Regions from separate parts of the Mus musculus genome. Here region 1 is linked to region 2. Evidence: chromatin contacts called from public HiChIP or PLAC-seq data. All regions are on one chromosome and are shown on one strand. Each heading gives the region's core, a stretch centred on a gene start, on an enhancer-like site or on the middle of the called end of the contact. The rest is flanking DNA. Distances are from core to core; before and after follow the strand shown.

Region 1 (5,615 bases), core at 484-2,983, 460 kb after region 2:
TGAAAAATCCCCTTGAACTCTAAGCCAGAATAAGACTCTCCTTCCTTAAGTTGCATTTGTCAAATATTTTTTTAATAGCAACAGGAAAAGTAGCTAAGACACCCTGTATTTCCAACTTACAAAACAATCAAATGGAAAAACAAAACAAAATAATCAAAAGGTCTTTCTATGAATGGATGAACCCTGATTTCCTGACAGCCGTGCAAGCACTCAGCTCTATAGGTTGACCAGAAACAGCAGACCCTGCCTAGCAAGCTAAGCAAATTCCCATGCTCTTTCAGGCTCTCAGCTACTAGGTCAAGATCCTAAGAGCCAACAGCTCCCTCTGTACCCTTCCCCACCCATGGAAAACTACAGCATCTGGGTCAGGCTATTGAATAATGTCCAGTCAGTCTGGAGCTGGACCATTACACTGTGGGAGGTCAGTTTCCCTTTTCCCTCGGCATCCAACATTGAATTTCCCATTCCTTCTTTTTTTCATCATAGGATCCAGCTGTTTCCTGCAGCCTCCTGCTAAGATGTGAGCTCTGAGCTGGAAGACCCAACTCCAAGATTAGCCCAGTCTTCTCTGTCTGTCTGCCCTCCGTGTCCTGGCCTTCCCTGTAGAGCTGTGGGGGATGGGATGCCTTGGCCTTCTGCTCCTCCTGTAAGCATAAATGATGCTAATATTACAAGCCAGCCATCCAGACTTCAGGACAATGGGATCTGAAGGCTGAGTGTCAACCAGAAACCAGGGTAGATGCTCAGGCAAAATGCTGACCCAATGATACCTTCATTATCCTTGGCCCTCAGCCCACCCACAACTTTCCCAGCAATTTGGCTGCTTCCACACCTTAAAACCACCCAGCAAGAAAAGGGGGAAGTCTTCCTGTCCAGGAAACCTTCAGGTCCTCCCTACAAAACTGGAGCCTCAGGGAAGCAAGAATAGCTAGTAACTCTTTGCTGAGTCTGTGACATTCCATGTGCCAAAGATGGCTCCGGACTATTGGTTTAGCTTCCCTGCTTCACCCTTTTCAGATCTCTGGAAAGGAATGTGAATGCCATGGGCCTCCTCAGGCATCATGAGCATCTGTCCTTGAAGAGGGCACAACTGGGGCTGCCTAATGCTTCTGCTCAGACCCACACCTTGGACCTTGGTGCAGCTGGGTATGATACCCTTGTCTTTCATCTACACCCCCACCCCCAGCCAAAGAAAGAGAACTATAAGAAGTTTCTAGTCTTCTTCATGAGAGTAAACAGTCTTTCCTCTTTCTCCCTCAGGCCCCCCTGTTCACACCTCTCTTTTCTCCAACCCAAGGAGCTAAAGGGGTCTGCAACCCTATAGGTGGAACAACAATATGAACTAACCAGTACCCCTGGAGCTCGTGTCTCTAGCTGCATATGTATCAGAAGATGGCCTAGTCGGCCATCATTGGGAAGAGAAGTCCCTTGGTCTTGCAAACATTATATGCCTCAGTACGGGGGCGGAGGGGGAAACACCAGGGCCAAGAAATGGGAGTGGGGGGTAGGTGAGTGGGGGGGAGGGTCTGGGGGACTTTGGGGATAGCATTTGAAATGTAAATGAAGAAAATACCTAATTAAAAAAATGTGACGATATGCCAAGGTCTATAAACCAACACACAGAGATGAATGGGCGGGCTTGATATGACCAAATGAAAGCCTGTGAGCTGGGGCAGACAATTCTCAGGAAGGAAAACAGGAGACTGGGAAGGGAGTAGGACTGAGATATGGAAAGAATGCTGGGAATGTCAACCAGCTAAACACACCTTAGAGATGTCACCACCTCCCTCAGGGTCCATCCACCCTTGTGCCAACTGAGGGAGCTTTGAGGTTTTCCCTGCCTTACCTTCGACCCTTCTCAGCCCCTGGCTGTACCTCCTTTCCTGCAGAGCTCACTGCCAGGACTCAGCAAGTCATAAATAATGGTAAAATAAAGCCTATCAGATGGAGGCTGAGTATTCAATAAATCAGCCTAATTAGACATATTCCTGTTCTAACCGAAGGGGATCAGTCACAGCATAAGCAGCTGTGCACTGCTGGATACCTGCTGGCATGGGAATGTCTGCTTTAGCTTCCCTGCTTCCTGCACGCTGGTTGTCTGGGCTGATCCACCCTCAACCTGTGAGTCTGGGGCAGCCATGGGGTCCTAGCAACAGAGACCATGCATGTGATCAATCTGCCGGCCAAATTAGCATGCATCGATATTCTAACAACATGCTGGACTCTATGATCTCTGCTTCAGTCTTTCTTGTTACTACTCCATGTTTTAGCTACATTGGTTCATATGCTTCTTAGGACAACCAGACACATTTGATGCAGGTTATTACAGTGTCTTCCTAGACATGCTTTTTGGTTCACACTAAAATATGAAGAAAAAAAGCAACCAAAGACAACTTTGACTTGAGCAAACTGCTTTATCACTGCTCTGGACACATGGGGTTAAGTCCAGGAATAAATTAATCTATATCACACCAATACTTGGCCCCTTCTTTTCATGATGTATCTCTGTAGCGTTGCCTGATATCATTGTGTGTGTGTTGTATTTATCTCTCTAGAACATAAGTCCTGTGAGAGAAAATACCTTGACTTTAGGCCTGATTACGCTCCACTGTACTCCAGTGGCCACGTATACAGTGGATGGGTAGTCTAATGGTTATCTCTGATCACATCCAAACACAGAATGGCAAGTGAAATTCCCAATGGCATGAATACAAGAGGCAGAAAGAAATGTGCACATGCCCACACAACCAGGGGACTCTGGAGAGTTGTGAGTGTGCGTGATAATATTAACCTTGATGATAATGGCTTCCAGTCATACCACTCTATGCCACAGACTGGGCCACCCCTTTACAAGTAAGATCTTGGTCAATATCTATCATACCAGGCTCCAAACAGAACTTTTACTCCATGATTAAGTAAGGCACAAAGTCACAAGTCACAAGAACAGAGCCAGGCTTGAGATCAGACCCATCTGTCTGCAAAGCCCCCGCCAGTTTCTGTACATTAACATCCTACTTACACATTTGTTTATTCCACAAAATGCTGTCGTGCTAGCTGACTTGACTGTCTCTTCACTGTCACTAAGAACTTCTGAATCTTAGAAACTGAGTCATTTCCTTCTCTTACTCCAAGCATGCCTTAGAAGCATGAGCTACACAGGGCACCTATGCAACACACACAGATACAGCTGACTTAACACCCAATCACAGATTGTGTCAGAGAATCATGGATGATCTACATTGCAATGGCAAAGTGAATTTGCCTGGCCCCATATCTCCCTTTCATAAGGACAGTCTATTATTCCTCAATTTTTCAATTACTCACAAGGTTCTTTGCATCATGCAACATGCGTGAGTCTAGAAATTATGGGAAAGGGACTGCAAAATGGCTCAGTGGCCAAGACTGCTTGCTGCTCTTCAAGAGGACTTTCAGCACCTATGTTAGATGGCTTACAAACTGTAATTCCAGCTCCAGAGGACCCAACACCCTCTTCTGGCATCTGTAGCACACATACATACATACATGCACACACACACACACACACACACACACACACACACACACATACACATACACGATACAAAATAAACAAATCTTTTAAAAATAGGTCCATAATCTGGGGTCTCCTGGAATGTTAAAAACAAACAAACAAAAAACAAAAAACAAGAGATAGATATTGCTATAATTTAAATGCCCCCCCCATTCATGTTGAAATTTTATTGTTACTATGGCACTAAGGAAATGAACACTTTTAGAAATGGGTAGGTCATGGGGGCTCTCCTCGTTAAAGGAGATCCATCTGATTGCTTTGAAGGGACCCAATGTTCAAAATGAAGGAGTAGAGCTTGGGTTTCAGCCTCCTGGGTCAAGAGTCTTCGATTCTTCTGTGTTCCTATGAGCTCCCCTGCATTGCCCTTGGGAGCTCTGGGCCACTGAAAGACTCCAGAAGATGGAATGATACCTATCACTCTCAACAAAGCTAGCTCTCGGGCAACAGTAAGACGACTAAGCCCAGCGCATGCGCTCCCCTCTATCCTCCATCATCACTTGTTCTTTCTTCATGAACAAACCAGCACAAAGGCCCTACCCAGTGAATATGGAAGAGAACAAGGAGAGTGTGGTTGTTTGAATAGGTATGGCCCCTCTAGACTCATCTGTTTGACTGCTTGGCCCATAAGGAGTGGCACTATTAGGAAGTGTGGTCTTGTTGGAGTAGGTGTGGCCTTGTTAGACCACAAGACCACTTGTTAGACACTTGTTAGAAGTGTGTCACTCTGGGGATGGGCTTTGAGGTCTCAGGTGCTCAAGCCGGGTTCAGTGTCTCACTCTCTTCCTGTTACCTTCTGATCAAGATGTGACCTCCCAACTCCTTCTCCACCAGCATGTCTGCCTGCAGGCTGCCATGTTTCCTGCCATAATAATATTGGACTAAACCTGTGAAACTGTAAGCCAGCCCCAAATAAAATCTTTTCCAAATTGAAGAATTACTGTGGCCATGTTCTTTCTTCATAACAATAGAAACCCTAGCTAAGACAGAGGAGTCTACTAACAGTTTTGCAGGAGGCAAGGGAAGGGAGAAAAATATGTAGTTATAATCCCCAAATCTAAAAGAAATATTTTTTAAGGCCCTGGCCAGTTGCTGGCTCTGTTCTAGATCTCCCAGTATCCAGAACAACTCCCTAAATCTCTGTTCTTCTTAAATTCAGTTCTAGCAACAAGAAATGAACTATGTAACTTATATAGACTTATGGCATCTAGAATGGACAAGCAACTAGTTCATCATAGAACCTCTAAGCACCACTGACTACACCATCCCTGGTCAGAATGACTGGAGCCGTAACCGACCTAGACTCAACTCTATAATCAGGCATAGAATGTATGGCTTTTGGAAGTCTAGGAAAAATGGCTTCTGTTTATCTTGCCATGTAGTAAGTATTTTGTGCTTATTATTTTATTCGATCCCCACTTCAACTCTGCAAAGCATCCATAGTTCACAAACTGAAAGAGAAAGTTTAGGTAACTTGCCTGATCCTCACAAAGAGAAGATGTAGCCGAGATAGGAATTGAACTGTCCAGCTCAGGTTGTTACCACTATGTTGGATTCCTACTGGTCAGTTCCTCATGTCATGAGCCTTCTGACTTGGCAGGACCAGTGGTCCTGGAAGCTCTTACACACCAGGAGCTGCCTTCCTGAAAAGGGTTCTGATGCAAGGCAGACCTGTAGGTGGCATTCCATCTTCTGAACTTGTGCAGTGGCCCAGAGCTCCCAGGAGCAATGCAGAGGAGCTCAGAGTGTCACAGGGCACTTGAAAACTGTTGGCCCAAGGAGGCCAAAACCCAAGCTTTATTCTTTCGTTATAAACATTGGGTTTATCCCTTCAAAGCACAGAGACTGCCTAGGAAGAAACTTGAAGCTTGGTGAAATTGAGACTTAATAAAGTTCACAGTGGGATTTTGGCAGAATTGGGTTTTGAGCTAAAACCAGCTGGTTTCCTCATCACTGTGACTGCTTCATTTACCCTTCTGGTGTCAGAGACTACCAGCTGAGTCTCCACTGTTCATCTAATAGTTAAAATCATGGCGATCATGCGCTGGGTGCCTACCGTTTACCCCAC
Region 2 (5,269 bases), core at 2,301-4,800:
TTTGAATTTGTTACAGGAAGCCCACCAGAGATGACCACTTGACACAGTTAATAAAGGTCTTTTTTTTTTTCCAGCTATCTGGGACTGTGCTCAGATATTTGGGACACAAGTATAACTCTGAGAATTTAGAACAAGTGACTTTTAAAGGCAAAAATACATCCTGGTATCTCACTCCACAACTGTAGGGGGAGTTTACTCAAGCAAGCAGTTTAACAGAAGCTAAGCTAAGCAATTAGATGGAGGGGGAGGTTTGCATAAGCAGGCAGTTTAACAGAAGCGAAGTCAACTGGGTCATCTTGATTTCTAGTTCTTAGACTAGAGTTGGGTAATTTTCTGTGAAATACTTCAACAAGGAGATTAAATTCTGATTGATACTGAAATTCTGAAAATTTGAAATGGCCTCAGCAAGAGTAAAAGCTGGAGAAGCTGCTGCATTGTCTTGCCCTGTTAAAATTTTCTCACCTTAATGCTTCTATCGCTTCTTGGCTGTTACACTATGGGCCTTCCCCAATTCTAATCAAGACCTTGCTTTAACCTCATCTTCACCTACTTTATGTTTACCCTATAGCTTCTTACTGTACTGTATATAGTATACTTCTATATCTTATTATAGTATTCCTTATTCCTCTAAGAGTCAACCTGAGCTTTGCCGATATCTTTTGTTTAACCATGACATTTGGATTTTGCTTCATTTTGTCACTTATAACAGAAGTCATACTACAGGGATACATATAGATCAGAAATAATGAAGTGTATTTGCTTATGACTGCAGCAATGGCTATTTTATTTTTTTGAGGGAAGAGAGCAGGCAGTCAGAATTTATTTACATCTAGAGATAAAAATTTCCAGTATTGTGTGGGTAGCTTTCAGTTACTGTAATAAATACTGAGATGATCCACTTAAAAACACTAAAAGTTTACCACAGGTTCCTAGGTGTTGATGCTTGTTCTCAGTCCTTATGTTAAATCCACAGATGGGAGGAGAAAGACTACTGACTCAAACATGGCCAAATTAACTAAAGCAAGCTTTATTCATGTCTTTTTTACAGGCTGTTGCACCCTAAGGTAGGGTTTAAGATATCATCTTTGAACATGGAGAAAATAAGGATTTTTATAGCTTAGAAGTAGAGTAGGGGGTTTCTAAATGGGGGATTTGTCAGGCAAATAGGTAGGGTTACAGAAGCAGAACAAAAACACAACAAGGTGTCCACAACAAGCCCCTGAAACAAACAAAGGCATGGCTACAAGGTGATCATAACAAGGTGGTTGTAACAACAGGTGGTCATTACAAGGTGGTTGTGAAGGACCCCCCGAAGAGAGACCCTCACTCAAGTCTTGGGAATAGCGCGCACCCAGCGAGACACTGAGACCGAACTTGCTGTAATCACACGAGGAAGTTTATTAACAGCAAGAAGACGGGACAAGAGCTCAAACCAGCATGCTGGGGCCGAGACTCATACACCATGCAGGGGTAGAGGAGTTCGACCCCAACCCTATTTTTCAGCAGGCTTATAAAGGCAAAAACCACAAACCAGCGGGAGGATCGGGGAGGAAATATGGGGAAGTCTGGGGGCGGATGTTTGTTTCAAGGCACCTGGGACATTGAAACATTCTGCGGTTGTTTTTCTCATAAGTTTCGGGTAAATAGGCCATCTGGCAGGGGGCTGGGGCCCATGTTCTTAGGGCAGTCAGTATTTTTCTACTCTTCAGTTGTAACAACAGGTCGTCATAACAAAGTGGCCATAAAAACAGGTGGTCAAAACAAGGTAGTCTTAACAAGGTGGTCATAACAAGGTGGTTGTAACAACAGGTGGTCACAACAACAGGTGATCAAAACAACAGGTGGTCATAACAAGATGGTTGTAACAACAGGTGATCATAGCAAGGTGGTCATAACGAGATGGTTGTAACAACAGGAGGTCATAACAAGGTGGTTGTAACAAGGTGGCCATAACAACAGGTGGTCAAAACAACAGGTGGTCATATAACCTTTTGAAACAAAGGCACCATTGCCATTTCCTGAAACAGGCAGTACAGAAACATTTTTTAGTTAAGATTACAGGTAGGGCTCAGCCCAGCCCATGAGAAACAATTAATCATGAACAGGAATGAACCTAATTTGTCTTTACTATAAGATGACTTTCAACCCTAAGATGGAGGCAGGCTGGTTTATCACTTAGTGGGCAATGTTTAGAATTTAAAGTGATGGTACTAAAGGCTGTCTTTTGTAGCTAAAATATTGAACTGATAAAGTTCAAATAAATTCATTTTCAGAGAAAGAGAGAGATAGAGATAGAGAGAAGCAGGGGTGGGGTGTGGGTGTGTGTGTGTGTGGGAGACTGGCCAAACTGCCTTTTGGGCCATGGTGAGGCAACTTATTACAGCAGGAAATATGGCAAACTCCCTGTCTCATGGCTAGGACTGAAAGCACTAGAAAGTAAAAGAAAGAGACCGAGGTCCCACAAATACTTTTGAGGCTGTCTACCAGCCTCAAAAACCTCTCACTCACCCTAACTTCTTAATAGTTTCCACTGTTTTCCAACAATGTCAACCTGAGGACTGACCCTATAACACCAGCCTTTGGGGAACATTCTAGATCTAACCTCTAGCACATAGCTACAGACGATCTGCTATTCTAGAACTTCTCAAAAATGTTAAGGGAATGTAGAACATTTTTGAATCAGAATCAGATGAGTTGTTCCAGGTGACATTGACTCCCCCCACTGCCAACCTCATCTCCCTCCCCACCTGCCCCAGACCGCTGCCCTAGGTAGTGAGTAGTTACTGAAGTTCTAGGGCATTTCCCAGACATTGCTGCATTTCATCCTCACACCTTAGAAAGATGATTATTACAATTTCCTCTTTTCCAAATGAAGAAACCAAGTCTTGGTAGAATTTTGAGAAAGAACAGAAATGCTCAATTAAAAGGTATGCTATATGCATGGTTAATGTAGACTGATACTAGAATCTGTCAACCATAATAATTAAAAAAAATATATCCTAAAAGCAATGGTATTCCTGAAAGCCCTATGGAACTCTGGGTGTGCCTCAGTACTGTGATTGGGGTTTTTGGATTGTACAGTAATCTGTGCCTTCAATGGTCCTTATGTTATTTTGGAACTCTGTAAACAGAAAAACCACGTAACAAAATACAGTTCTTGCTCACAGCCAATGCCAGTGAACTTAGGGTGGAGGACTCTGGTCACTGAGCCCGTTTTCAGATGGGCATCCATTAGCCTTGCTGATGCCCTGCATATAGGTCTCCTCTTTGAGTTCTCCTGTGAACCAGTTTAACACCTCTGGCTCCCTTGTCAATTGGTGGATGCACTAAAATCTGAGGCATATGTCCTGTTTATATTTGTAAGAAAGTCACATTTTTTTTTACCAGTTTAAAAGAGAATGCCCAAACTGTGTGAAAAGAGTTTAATGCTGGAAGCACTTCATGTTTTGAGCCCCCAGAAAAGATTAGCAGGCTCATCTCAGGCTCTCCCTGCTCTCAACTGATTAGATTTTATGAGCACATACCTGACATTCCTCCAGCAATGTTAAGCCCCCCATTGTTTTCTTTCTGGAGCTATCTGGTAACAGGGCTGTCAGTTAAGTGCAGGCTGGGCAATTAGGCTCCCTAACTTCTTCCTGACTAAAATGCCAGTACAAATATTTAACAGCAAGAAGGGACTGAAGAGAAATAGGGGCCAATTAACGGGAGATAATTTGATGTTACAATGGCACGAGGGTGACTTCTCATTGAAGGTGTTTGGGATCAGACGCAATTAACTTTACCTTAGCCCTTTAGGCCCTTGGGGGTTTCAGGCACCAAATCTTCATGGGTCACCCTAGGGGTCTTTGTGGACTTGAGACTCCTGCAGTCGTAAAATACCAAGCCCAGAGCAGTATAGATGGCATGCTCAGGGCCTTAGCATAAGCCAAACCAAGCCAAAGAAAAAACTCAGATGTATGTAGAAGATTATCAGGTAACGCTTCAATTCAAAGTTTAAGTCAAACAAAACTTGGTTGGGTCACGTGGCAAAAGCAGTGTGAGATCAGGAGTGGTGGAGAGACTAGGAGTTAGTTAGACAGACACCCTGGTGGGCAGACAGCTATGGAGAGGGGCCTTGGCTAAGCAATAAAGGTGCCGAACAGCCAAGGTGGCGGCTTCTTCCTCACCCTCCTGACTTGAGACAGAAGCCTGGTGGCATAGAGCAAAGACTGTAGGCTTTTGTCCCTCAGCAGCAGGGCCTGGGCTGATGGGCTAGTTCAACAAACAGAAGGCAGGCTCAGGACATGCTACACAACAGTAGTGGGCCAATCATCTGTCTCTCTTCAAACTGACCAACCCTAGCTTACAGGAGAACAACTCTTCAGAGGCATTAAAAGTTCCCGAGTCCCCCACTGCTCTGCAGAGGAACTTTTAATAAACCCCTTTCTCCACCTGCTGATTCTGCCTGCTCCTGTTTATGGTGGTCAAGATTCTCCACAGAGACCTGGTCCACGTGAGTTTTTTGTCCTGCCTTTTCACCCTTTAATTGGCAGAGAAAACAAACCTGAACAGGACCCCCTGTATCATGGCTTCATCCAGGAGCTTCAAAGATGTAACACCTGTCTGTCCTCCTCTTTGTTGAGCTGCCTCTGGGTTTTAATTTTGGAGACTTTCCCTTGGAGGGCCCCAGGCCTTTCCATTCTTATCATCTCCCTCCCCAGTTCCACAGGGGAAAGAGTCCAGTTCTAATCAATGCTTCCTAGTTGCTTAAACCAAAGTCTCCAGATTCACTTCTGTCAGACAGAATGATTCAATTCTCTGTAGGTCAAATAAGAACCGGGCTTTCTGTGGATACTAAAGGATCTAACAAGGTCTTTGTGTGGATTATGTTTTTAAAAAGATATCTTTATCTCTCCTCCCACCTTAGGGAATGTCTTCTTCTTTAAGCTTCCTTCCAGTACCCTGTCTTTTCTTGCTACCTTATATCCAACATAGGCTCTAGATGTTGAATTCATCTCTTTCTCAGGAAGTCTACATCTGTTTCTGAAAAGGTTAGGGCTCTTGATAGCAAATACGGAAATGAATTGAGGACATCAGAAACAAAGGACATATTTTGGCTGAAATCAACAAACCACACCGAAGGTAGTGTGGTGGCATGTGCAGTTAGCAAGGTTGTACCCCCTTCCTAGACAGTGTCACCAACTGGGGACATTCTCATTCAGTCCCCTGGGCTTTCATTTCTTTGTTTTTCTGGGCAAGAAGGAACAGCTACAGCAGAGAAAACAGAGTA

The links. HiChIP or PLAC-seq counts read pairs in DNA pulled down with a chosen protein or histone mark.
Region 1: an H3K27ac HiChIP or PLAC-seq map of extraembryonic endoderm stem cells shows a contact between it and region 2, with 4 times the contacts expected there. The contact joins two enhancer-like sites. A contact is called at or near these places in 1 of 15 datasets of contacts at CTCF or cohesin (the NIH/3T3 cell line) and 2 of 115 datasets of contacts at active chromatin or transcription factors (embryonic stem cells and extraembryonic endoderm stem cells).

What each region holds. Positions count from the first base shown.
Region 1 is chr10:84,301,263-84,306,877 of GRCm38.p6, forward strand. No RefSeq gene overlaps it. Among named protein-coding and RNA genes, the nearest start is that of Gm46201, 32 kb to the right of the region's middle. Within about 2 kb of position 1,734, at least 20 of the 459 cell types and tissues checked have an H3K27ac peak or open chromatin away from gene starts, as enhancers often do. A contact at or near this core is called in extraembryonic endoderm stem cells, where this site is marked.
Region 2 is chr10:83,843,046-83,848,314 of GRCm38.p6, forward strand. No RefSeq gene overlaps it. Among named protein-coding and RNA genes, the nearest start is that of Gm33919, 81 kb to the right of the region's middle. Within about 2 kb of position 3,551, at least 14 of the 459 cell types and tissues checked have an H3K27ac peak or open chromatin away from gene starts, as enhancers often do. A contact at or near this core is called in extraembryonic endoderm stem cells, where this site is marked.